Linked DNA regions of Gossypium hirsutum: all the other regions are linked to region 1. Evidence: chromatin contacts called from public Hi-C data. All regions are on one chromosome and are shown on one strand. The core of a region is the stretch at or near the end of the contact, and the rest is flanking DNA. Distances in the headings are between cores, read along the strand shown.

Region 1 (2,929 bases), core at 302-2,801:
ACTGTATGGTATAGTTGATGAAAAAACAGTACACACATTGGACTATAAAGTTTTCACCACTAAATGAAACACCCAGGAGCTGGCAATCCAGGATCATAATTAAGAGCTGCTTTGATTGGAAAGAAAAAGAATGAAAGAATCCAACAATGAGTTTACATCAGCAACATTAATTTTAACAAATGTGTCTTCAAAAATAAGAACTTTAAAAATTGAATATGGGTATATCCAACGTATACAAGTATAGCCCAAATATAAGAGAAACATTAGGCTAATGGGTCAAGGAATAATTGAAACTGTGCCACGTGTTGAAGTGGTCCACAATAAGACCAAGTCGTAGTATAACAATTTAACAATACAGGACAAAGGACTTGGATAAGATCCATGTTAAATGGGCCCACTTTACGCACCAGGGCTAAAATAGACATTTACATTTAAATGGGCTGAAAAGGTTTACATTTTACAATGCACCCACCCCCCCCCCCAAAAAAAAAAACGTAGATCTAGGGTTTGAAAATAATAAAAAGAACAACAAAAAAAGCATAAACAAAGAAGGGAAAGCCCAGATCAGTCGAACTGAAACCCAATTCCATTTCAAAGATCAAACTCAGCTTCAAAGGCATCTATTAATATGCCCAGATTAAGAGCAAAAGAGAAAAACACGAAAAGAGAAGGAAAAATAAAACGTCAAAAGAACAAAAACCCATGTCTGCAGTCTGCCCAGATCAACAACAACCAAAGAAGAAAGACCCATTAACTGTACAGATGAAAACCAGGAAATGAAGAATAAACAAAACCCCATATCAATGCATGAAACGAGAATAGCCATATTTAAATAACATAAGCAAAAAGGAAAGGGAATCTATGGTTTCAATTCAAAACAAAAAGTCCAACGACTTCCGTAACTTTTAACAAGGACAATAAGCCAGCAATCATCGTAATTCTCTCACAAAATTGAAACACGAAGCGTTTAAAATCAAAATCCTCAACTCAAAACAACGAATCAAGCATTAAAGAAAGAAAAATCAAAGAGAAAAAGGAACAGCCAAAATTTCAGTAAACGGAGAAATTAGGTAAGGTGATGAGATTTTTACCAGTCAGCCCAAACGAGAAGCGATCTGGGAGCGAGAAGAAGGCCGGAAAACGACGTTGAAGGGGTGAAAGATCTAGGGTTTTGCAGGAGAGGAGAAAGACGGAGAGAGAGTCGGGGGGGGGGACGGAGATTTGGGCTCAGAACAACAGACCCCAAAAGAAGGCTAATTGGACCTGAAAGGTGGAGAGTAGTTGTTGGGATGGGTGGGGATAAGGTGAAAATTGTGGGGTTTAATAAATTAAAATTTTCGAAAAAAAGAAACTACGTAAGATATCCCACTTTATTTAATTTTGGACTTTTGGGTAGGGGGAACCAATTGACTTTGATCTCATCTACCCAAGGCAGAGACAGCCCAATGGCTTGCCATCTCTCAATTTGTTCAATTCAATGCCCTTTCTTTAACCACCTTCACTCTTTTTCTAGCTGACTTGGGTTCTTGGGTGGCTTCTCATGCGAACAACATTTCAACCCAGTTGCTGCATAGCCAGGCCACTGTCGTTTATCCTACTAAAATATTAGAGATTTGCCAACTTCATCCATCATATGAATGGTCTTGCTTCGTTTACTTAGACTGTAACCATTTCTGTTACCAAAATCAAAATACAAAATTATCCCACCTTTTTTTTTATTTGAAAAATTAGTATATGCTTGGTAATACAAGGTAAAGTGACATAAACTCCAATATAAACATAAATTTAGTGGGTTACTTGATTGTAGGAATGTTGATAAATGACGAAGATGTTAGACTTTAAATAAGTAAAACTATGTTGGTTGTTATTATTTTTATTTATTCACTTTTTGAGGCTAAATTAATAAAAGGGATTTAGTTTCCGGTTTACAAATAGTTTATAATTAAAATTACCTCGGAGCTGTATTTATTTATGGGCTAAATTTTACTATTGTAGATTTAGTTTTTATACTTTAATCTGATTACTTTTAATCCTTAAATTTTAAGAATTTTAAATTACCAACTAAATAATAACTAATAAATTTATTATTTTTGCTACAAATACATTATTATATATATAATGCAATGCTATCTTACTATTTTCACATATTATTTAAAAAAATTAAAAATTTATTGCTTAGTAAAAATTAAACCATTTAAAAAGTAAATTAACTTTTATTTATTTATTCTGTTTGTTACTGTTGCAATGTAAACCGATTTGTTTCTCATGGCTGTAAAGTAGAAAAGGAAATTAAAAAAAAAAGAGAAAAAAAGCAAGAAAATCCAGAAACGGTTATTTTGCTCCACTGCTTCAACCTCCTTTATCCCATCATCAAGGTACTCTACTGCTTTCTTCTTTAATTCCATTCATCCACAAAAGTGATGCATAATTTTTTCTTCAAAATCCTATAACAGTAATTATAACAACTATGGCTTCTTTGAAATTGTCCCTTTCTTGGGACTCTGTCGATTCAAAGAAACTCAGCTTCTACGTTAACCCATCTCATTTACCTGATCAATGTTCCAGTTTTTCATTCACCAGTTGTTTTCATGTCGCAAGAGCTGCTTCCATGCTCACTTCTTTGACTAGGCTCAAACATATTAGAGTCGAACCCGCCAACGTTCCTGACCCTAACCCAGTCGATAGAGATACCCCTTTTTCTTCCAAAAATGAATTAGTGAATGAAAACCCAAAACTTGTTGAGGGCCGAAAAGGTCAAAACCGCAAGAAAGGGATAACAAGAAATGTGGATTTCAGGTTTGGTTCCAGAAGGAGTGGTAACGAAGTAGAAAAAGGAGATCTTTTTGTGTGTAGAAATAGCGGGTTGGATGTTGATTATACTGCTATAAAGCCTGACTTGAATTTGGAGCATTGTAATTCTATATTGAAA
Region 2 (2,929 bases), core at 214-2,713, 220 kb before region 1:
TTTGTTTTGCTCTGCATTGGCAATAGTGTAAATGCTTGTTTCTGTTATCTTGTGTAATACAAACACTGTATCAGATCATATTAGAAAACATTTGACAGGTCTTGGAGCTGCCATTAGCTGTAAGAATTTCCTTTCATGTCCATGATGTTAGAAGTTCCAGGTACATGTTCCTAACAAGTTCCATTCTTGCTGGTGGCGCTTTATTTCGAAATTTGATGCACCCAAAGCTTCATTTACATGAAATATTGGTTGCCTTTCATTAATTGCCAGTCTAGAAGCTGAACAAACATTGCTAAACCCATTTAAAGCCAATGATTATCGACGTTCCTTTTGTTATAGTTGGAAAAGAAGCTGCCATGATTGATGTTTATGATCTTGGTTGTGCTCTCTGCTTAAATTGCTAAACTGAGACCGTCTTTTTAGGCATCATTAAAGCTAATTATGTCAACCAGTGGATGATATGGTGAAAAGACTAACAGTAACAGGTTTGATCTTTAACCCTTTAGTCAAGGTGAAACTAAAATGTCTATACAAGGTGGTTGGGTAGACTTGTCAATTCCAGTATGTCTCACAGTTAATATTTAAAGTATTATATTTTTATACATATAAATTTGTGTTACAAATATTTATGTTGGTATTATTGGATTTCGATGATAACGGGCAGTGGTGGTTTAGTTACCAGACAACCAAATTATTGAGCTTTGGTTGGTGGGTTCATGAATAGTCTCAGGGACTGTGTCATTATAATTTTATAAAAGGAGAAATAGGGGTCCTCGCATGACTGCCGAAATGATTGGAGGCCATGTGATTTCCAGTATAAGGATTAGTAGTTTATTAACTACATATTAGCCACCGAATTTAACCCAGGTTAGCATTCTTATTTTCAGTCGAATATTTATATCATAGGAAAGGACCGATTTTAATTTTTGTTAAGTGTCAACTTATAATATGAATACATAATGTTTCAAATTATATGAATTATTAATATAAAATATGGATATTAAAATACCGAAAAAAAAGGAATATTTTCTTACAAAGATGCGTCATTGCATTGTAGATATGATGGCCCTCTTCCTTGCCTTGAGAAACAAGTGCCTATGAGGAAAATGATGCCCCCTTTTCTTTATCTGCTTAAAACCAAATCCTACCTTTTAGTTTACTTCACATGAAAGGAAAAAAAAACCCAAATTTCGTTGATCAAAAGGATAATATTAGGTTAAATTAAATATAGGGTCCGAAATTGTTAAAGAGTATATTATTCAAATTGGTCCATTTAATTTATCACCTTACTTCAATTAATCTCTCATTTTATATATAAATTGATACGAAATTATATTGCAGATATGAACACTAAACGCAGCATGTAAAAAACAAAACATAATCCTGTATGAAAAATTACATTATTTTAACACAGACATGAATGTTTTAAATTATGTATAATATATCAATATTTTTACTTGTACCAAAAAATAAGATGCTTTATAATACAATATAATACACAAATTATCACATTTATTATGTTGGAAAAAGAACAAAAAAAAGGAAGAAAACAAAGGAAATTACTACTATTGAAAAAGAAAGGCATAATTTATTATAAAAAAAATAAAAACACCAAAAATGAATGTTTCCTTCTTCAGCAAGTATTCAATAGCTTTTCTATTTTCTATTTCATTCATTCTTGGAAGAATGCATAAAATATATATATATAAAAAAAGAAAGACAAAAATTACATTTTATTTCTTAAAAACTACATATGAAATCCGATCAATGCATGAGCATGGACAAGATCTGATACATGCTCCCAACATCTTCTCATCAAACTCAATGCTCCTTCACTATCAATCGAACAATCTCAGCCGTTGATCTTCCCCTTCCCTGATCCAGATCCATGACCCTTATGTCCTTCATATCTAGGGTTTCTATTCCCAACGCGACTTTCACCACCCCGCCACCACCATGTCTTCCAAGATCAACGGCCACGTTTCGCCTCAGCCGTGTCCTCACCTCCTCGTCTTCCGTTCCCGCAACGGCCCCAAGCCCTTTCGCGCCCTACAGGATTGTATCCGCGTCAAGCCGCCCGGCGGTCGCGCCGCCATAAGGAGGGAACCTACTGAGGTCCCACGATGCGGCACGTGCGAGGAATCTTCCCGTTCGAGACTCTACGCGTGCGTCGCATGTGCCGCAGTGTTCTGCCACGCGCCTCTTCTTCACTCCCACGCGTCTGATCACTCGCTTTCCATCCCCGGTCATGAGATCGCCGTTGACGTCGACAGAGCTGAGCTATTTTGCTGTGCGTGCGGTGACCAGGTATACGATCGCGACTTCGACGCTGCCGTCGTCCTTGCACAGACTGTCAACGCTACCGCAACCACCTCCACTTCCGGATCCACCGCAATGCAGTGCAGCGTTGCTGGATCTCAACCGGAGAATCTACGAAAGCGCCGTCGAGTAGATTATCGTCCGTGGGAGCCAGATTCAGGAGAACACATTTCCAGGGGAAATCAGTCGATCCCTCTTCTGGACGCGGCGAATGCCTCATTGGTTTCGTCAACACAACAACCTTGGGGATTACGTGGATTGAATAATTTGGGGAATACCTGCTTTATGAATTCAATATTACAAGCGTTGCTCCATACGCCGCCGTTGCGAAACTATTTCTTAGGCGATCGACACAATAGATATTATTGTCAGCAAAAAAATGGTGCTATTAATGGCACTAAAAATTCAAGATTGTGTTTGGCTTGTGACATGGACGCGCTATTCTCGGCTGTTTTCTCGGGGGATCGGACTCCTTATAGTCCAGCTAAGTTCTTGTACAGGTTAGTTTCGTCAAAATCAATTTTTAATAAAATAAAATCTGAGAGTAATAAAAACCTTTTTTTCTTCCTTTTTTTGTATTTTTTTTCACTATATTGGTATTGTCTGCGTT
Region 3 (2,929 bases), core at 322-2,821, 190 kb before region 1:
CATTATTCATTAAAGATATACTTTTAATCACATCAACTGAAACATGGAAATAGAGAACATCTTTTATGACCCTTCAATAGAAATTTGACGGCATGGTAAGTAGAAAAATTTTCTAGGTATAATGATGAAATATGTTCCAAGCAAGAAACCATCAGAAATAAGCAAAGACTTATAAAGATGATACCTGCACAGGTAGTGATACACCAAGATAAGTCTTGATAGCAAGTACTATATTTGAATTTGCATCCCACTGCATTTCCAACTCCATTGTCACACTATCAGCTCCATCTTCAACGATACTTACTCCTAAAGAATGACATTGATTCATAACATTAACAAGATTCTAACCAATTTTTGAGTCTTCCATTCCAAAACTCGCCTAGAAAAGTCTCATTTTAGTAAAGGAGAACAAAAAGTGCGTTGATTAAGAAAAAAAGGCAACCAGTGTTGAACTTTATGGATAACCACATACATTATTTGCCTACACTATCATCTAGAACAGTTATGTCCCAAAATTCAAACTGATCTTTGTTTTAGTCATTTGCAGGAAACTAATGGCCATTGGGAACAGCATTGAGAAATCCCGTTAATAATTCAAGTTCCAAAAATTAAAAATAACGATAACCGAATAAGAAAAATAAGAATAAAAACTTTCATAATGTAAGGATAAATTACGCAAATTAACTAACCAGTAAACTGTGGTGCAACAGTGCCGAGAGTAAACTTGGAAAACTTCAAAGAAGACAGTAGAACTGGCCTATATTGCTCTAGCACCGGCTCAACCGACGCCTTTATCAGATCCGATGCTGCCTGTAACACCAAATCTAAACAATTAAAAAATAAAATAAAATAAAACTCTGTTTCATTCACTAAACAAAGCTTGACCTCGTTAACGTAAGGCCAGATCTTCGTAAGGTGCTGATTAAGCCAAGTCAACTTCTGGCGCTGAGAGAACACCACCCAAGAAGGGTAGAATTCTGCCGGCAAGATCTTTCTAGAATCTTCGACTGTCATTCTTGCGAAAGCAGCCACCGTGGTTGCCTGCAATCCAAAAAGAAGATTAGAATAAAAAATTTAAAATCAAATTGGAAAAGAAAAGAAAGAGAAGAAATTAGTGAAGGACTAACAAGCTTAGTTCGAAGATTGGATCGAGAGTTCTCAGAGCGAACAAAGAAAACGACAATAGCAAGGCCGGCGACAAGACCGAACAGCAGCCCGACAAGGAAACCCATTTTCCGAAGACAATAGTAGGATTGGAATTTGAGAGCACAATATTTGTATTTTATATTTATTTATGCTTCAGATGGTGAAGAAGAATGGAGAAAGTGGTCCATGGAAAACAAAATGTTAAAAGTTAAGTGGTAAAATTGTGAAATTAACAGAATAGAAGATTTGGATTAATAATAGAAAAGGATTTTGGGGGGCGGAGATTGAAGATACCAACCACTGCAAGAATGTAAGTGAAGGGTCTTTGCCCGTTTGCCGACAGGCACACAAAAGGCCATCCGTTTTGGCTAGCTTACTACACTATATTCTTCTACCAATCTAATTGCTCCACGTCCGCTATAGATTTTCTATGCTATAGTGCCTCCGCTCTCTCTTATGTTAGACTTTAGTGTATGGGTTTTCTACAAAAAATAATATAAAAAAATTAAATACAAAAATATATAATAGATTAATTATAAAAATGGATCTATTTCTATAGTAAAATAAGGTGTCACCAAGTTGCCATGCAGCATCACCCTAATATTTTCTCCAATTATCAGCTAATCATGTTTTTGGAAAAAATATATATTTTTTAAGTGGTGTCGCTTGACATATTAACGATACTAATATGAATTTTTAAAGAATACATGTATTTTCGAGGATTATATAGAATAAAAATACACGGTGAATATTTTTTATGGTGTCACCTGACACATTGGCGGCATTAACGTGTTTTTTTTAAAATGTGACAGAAAATAAAAAATGAAAAAAAACAAATAAAAGAAATAGCTGGAGGTGAATTTGACCAATTGGTCACGTCAGACGGCAGGATGTCAAGCTGGTGCCGCCTGACTGAGACCAAACCGATCACGGCTCACCCCCAACCTTTTTTTCTCCATCCTTTTATTTTTTTCTTATATATAATAAACGGTTTCCCCTTACCCAATTGAAAACAAGAAAGTGAATGAGAGACTTTTGTGTGTTATTAATTGTGTTAGAGTTGGGGGGAGAAAAAATTTATTTGTGTTGAAGTTTTAAGGAGAACTTGTTAAGAGTTTTAAGGTATTATTTTTATTTTTGTTTGTAATAATAATTTGTATATTGTATGTTTATATTTTATTTTTAATACTTAGATCGATTTAAGGTTTAAGATTTTATTATTGTTAATGTTTTATAGGTTAATATTTTTTTCAATAAAGATACTTATGTTTATAGTTTTTTTAGTTAGTGATTAATATTATTAAGTGGATATTTACATTTAAATAAAACAAAAATAAAATTATTTACGAAAACGGGTTGTGGTAAATATTACTATGCAGAAATATTATTATTTTAAAATGATATGTTTATTCAATTTTGTTTGTGTAGATATTGAAATGAGTTAATTGATTAGAGAAATCGGTCGCACTGCTATGATGATTAATGTCTCAGTAAAAAAAATTTGCTACTTGCTATTCATGGGTATTTTATAAATTTGCACATTATTATTTTTTAATTAGCATATTTAACTAATATGGTAATTTGTTATGGATAGGGTGAGTATCGCATCCTGAGAGCGTGTGTCCATGGTCCGAGCTACCAACCGAATGAACGCATTTTCCCCTGTTTGGATGTTGCGGGATTTGGAACGACGACATTGATTTTGATGTTTGAGCTTAGGGCCAACTTGATATTCGCCTTGGTTGAAAGGTGACGCCCGAAGACCCATACATTTCATTGCCAT
Region 4 (2,929 bases), core at 221-2,720, 140 kb before region 1:
AATTGAAGGGTTTATATAGGAAAAAAGTAGCGGTTTGGATTTTTTGCCCGTTGGCAAATGTTATTGTTGCACATAAAACGTGTCCTACAGGGTGCTCTTTTATTGATCTGCCAAATAAAACACGCCACATATGTCACATTTTTAGGAAAGAGAAGAAAACGCGTCCTATATAGCGTGTTGTTCTTAGTAGATCAGTGAAAATACATTTTTTCTCTCTCCAAAAATAATATAAATCGATAAATTTTTAGAGAATGGTATATATATATATGTAAATTGGCCCATTAAAAGAATAAATAAAATAAATATATTATTAAAAATTTATAAGATACACGAAAGAGTAATGATACCAACAAAAAAAAATTGTAAGACAATCAATAAATTCAGAAACCTTTTAAAGCTAAAAAAGTAAAGTCTCTTTGTCTCCCTATCCTATCTTAAGCTAAGTTTTTTGTTTTGAACTTCCTCAAGCTATGTCTTCAATCTTCATAACTCAGCATTTTTATAACTCAAAAATAACTTCAATCAATCCCAAACACCTTTATGACTCAAAAATGGCTTCCACTGTCCATTTGTTGCCATCTAAATCCCCTTCGTCTTCCATGGAAGACCCATCTACGAAAGCCACCAAGGGTAAGCGAGCGTCGTACTAGGCCCATCTCAAACCGATCCTTGCTCGGAATCTAGAGAGCAATCATATTCCTTGTGCAATGCAGTCTTCATCGCCTCAAATCTTCCATAATCGCTGCTGAGCACTTAAAAGAACAACTGCTGCTCCAATTCTTTGCTCTGTAGGGATTTTGCTTTGATTTTGAAATATAGGGTTCTAAGATTTTTAGTTTTTTTTTTCAAGTTTTAAGGTTTAGGAAATTTGATCTAGAATTAGGACTTGGGTTTCAAATCATGTATAAGGTTTCACAAAATCACAAATGAATTTTAGGATATCAGTGTTCAGGTTTGAAGGAGTTATTGTATGTAAACAAATTTTGTACATATTCTATACAAATTAAATTTGAGTTTGGACTTTTATCAATTATTTTGCTTTCTGGGTTTGTGCAGATGAATTGTATTTTTAGTTTGAAAATAATTTTTCTATTAAGTAAAAGAATCTAGAGCAGGAGAGTGAAGATGGGGTTCTTATTTTTTTATTTATTAATAATTTTAACCTAAAAAAATGAAAGGTAAAATTTCTATCAAGTCCCTCTTTCTGTCTTTCGTGACTGTTTTGCTTTTGTTTGTGGCCCACTGCCACGTGTCTCTTTATTGATTGTTCACGTGTCATATTATGTCAGAAACTACCAATGTTAGATCCGAGTACACAATGATAGACTGAAGAAAAGTACAGGTATCAAGATAATAAATTAAAAATGTAGGTACTACATTGACAATTTCGTTAATGTACAGAGGTAAATTTTGCTATTATCCCTCTATTTTTTATTATAAAAAATAAAAAAAAGTATTTCTATTTCATAAAGAAAGAGAGAAAAGAATTGTTGGGTTGAGAAAAGGTTGATATGGAGCGAGGGGGGACCCGGCCCGACCCAGAAGATGCCCTAAACCCTCTCTCAGCTCTGTTGGTTTTACGAGGTTTGTTGTGGCAACTGGCACTGTAAAGCCAAGACTGAAAAGAAAACACCATCGTCAACCTCAACCTCGCTCGCTCACTGCTTGAGATCCTCAGCTGTTCAAAACTTTTCAACTCAATAACCTAATGGCTGATAAGCCAGTTTATGAAGAAGCCTCCATCGACGGCCAACCACCCAAGCTTGCCTCGATTCCCGCCAGCGACACCACTGTCTGGGCCGACGCTTCGCCTCTCCTTCAAGCCGCCTGTGCAGGTTCTATTTCTCCCTCTTTTCTCCCCCCTTAAACCTCTGTTTGGTTCTCGGGAAAATAAAAGTCAAAAAAGGAAAACCATTTCCTTTTTATATTTGATTAGGAGATCTAACAGCGAATCCCTAAACCCTATTGCTTGTTGAGTAAAATTTTTCAGTTTCTTTGGTAACTGAAGTGTGGAAAGTTATTGTTTTTTTGTAGTAGAGAAAATAAATAGGGGAAAGAGAAGGTATTAACTTTATGAAAGCTATGGCTTTCTCCCTTTTATTTATGATCACCCAAAGCAAGAAAATTATTATCGAATCATAGTTTTTCTTTAAGTAACTATAAATCTTATCATTGCTGTTGTGAAGCTATGCCAAATATAGAGAGAAAATGTGGGTGCATTCATGTGATGATTAAGACCTTATTTGTTTAGTTTTTTTTTATTTCTGGGTTTCGCTTTATCACTTAGCTATTCAGCAATGCTTGGTGATCACAGGTCTTAGAGATGGAGAGCTCATTCATGGGGACAATTTCAACCTTTTTGCTGCCATGTCTGCTTTAGAGGTGTTGATACTTGATACTTCTTGGTTATTGAATGATAATTGATCTTTTGTAATTTTCTTGGAAGTTATCATTATCTTAGTTAAGATGATAATTGATCTTTTGTTTTCTTTTTAGGTTTACTTTTCTCTGCCATTTATGCTTTTACAACTTGATTTGTACATTGTCAGTGTTTGAGCTATTAACATATTTCCAAATGAGGGTCTGTTGCAATGGTCACTTAGACACTTGAATGCTTGATCCTATTCTCAAACATCAAGTGATGTCTTTACTAACATAAATCTGACATAAACAAAAAAATACCTCCATTTAATATGTATTAAATTGACTTTATTTTATTTTATTGCCAGTAAAGCCTTGACAATAGTGGCAAAGGTTGAGGCCTTGGGTCCTGAGTACCCAGGTTTGAGTCCTTCCATGTGCAATTGCGCATGTGTGGGTTTTAGTTTGGATTATTTCTTGTTCTTTGTCAGTTTGTGTGTTGTAATGGTTTGATTCTACTTTGTAGTTCCTCGGACATGTACACTTGTAATTATACAGTACTTGTAAA

The links. Hi-C and Micro-C count contacts between places; a contact is called where the count stands out from the background.
Region 2: a contact with region 1 is called in a Hi-C map of leaf, with 4 times the contacts expected there. The contact joins the promoter of LOC107912473 here to the promoter of LOC107912346 in region 1. A contact is called at or near these places in 2 of 34 Hi-C or Micro-C datasets (both in leaf).
Region 3: a contact with region 1 is called in a Hi-C map of leaf, with 2.3 times the contacts expected there. The contact joins the promoter of LOC107912465 here to the promoter of LOC107912346 in region 1. A contact is called at or near these places in 2 of 34 Hi-C or Micro-C datasets (hypocotyl and leaf).
Region 4: a Hi-C map of seedling shows a contact between it and region 1, with 5 times the contacts expected there. The contact joins the promoter of LOC107912453 here to the promoter of LOC107912346 in region 1. A contact is called at or near these places in 6 of 34 Hi-C or Micro-C datasets (anther, leaf and seedling).

The regions. Positions count from the first base shown.
Region 1 is chrD08:23,533,643-23,536,571 of Gossypium_hirsutum_v2.1, reverse strand. LOC107912346 (zinc finger BED domain-containing protein DAYSLEEPER) reads right to left here and starts at 1,551. Exons shown (of 2, transcript XM_016840518.2): 1 at 1,092-1,551. It overlaps LOC107912320 (pentatricopeptide repeat-containing protein At4g30825, chloroplastic), which reads left to right and starts at 2,247. Exons shown (of 3, transcript XM_041099252.1): 1 at 2,247-2,375; 2 at 2,566-2,929. The coding sequence starts at 2,609.
Region 2 is chrD08:23,752,354-23,755,282 of Gossypium_hirsutum_v2.1, reverse strand. It overlaps LOC107912473 (ubiquitin C-terminal hydrolase 22), which reads left to right and starts at 1,463. Exons shown (of 3, transcript XM_016840674.2): 1 at 1,463-2,819. The coding sequence starts at 1,957. It overlaps LOC107912481 (actin-related protein 2/3 complex subunit 3), which reads left to right. Exons shown (of 8, transcript XR_005917237.1): 7 at 99-160; 8 at 424-817.
Region 3 is chrD08:23,720,693-23,723,621 of Gossypium_hirsutum_v2.1, reverse strand. It overlaps LOC107912465 (synaptotagmin-5), which reads right to left and starts at 1,571. Exons shown (of 12, transcript XM_016840655.2): 1 at 1,128-1,571; 2 at 886-1,041; 3 at 690-810; 4 at 185-306. The coding sequence starts at 1,232.
Region 4 is chrD08:23,670,152-23,673,080 of Gossypium_hirsutum_v2.1, reverse strand. LOC107912453 (N-alpha-acetyltransferase 35, NatC auxiliary subunit) reads left to right here and starts at 1,470. Exons shown (of 16, transcript XM_016840641.2): 1 at 1,470-1,835; 2 at 2,315-2,382. The coding sequence starts at 1,709.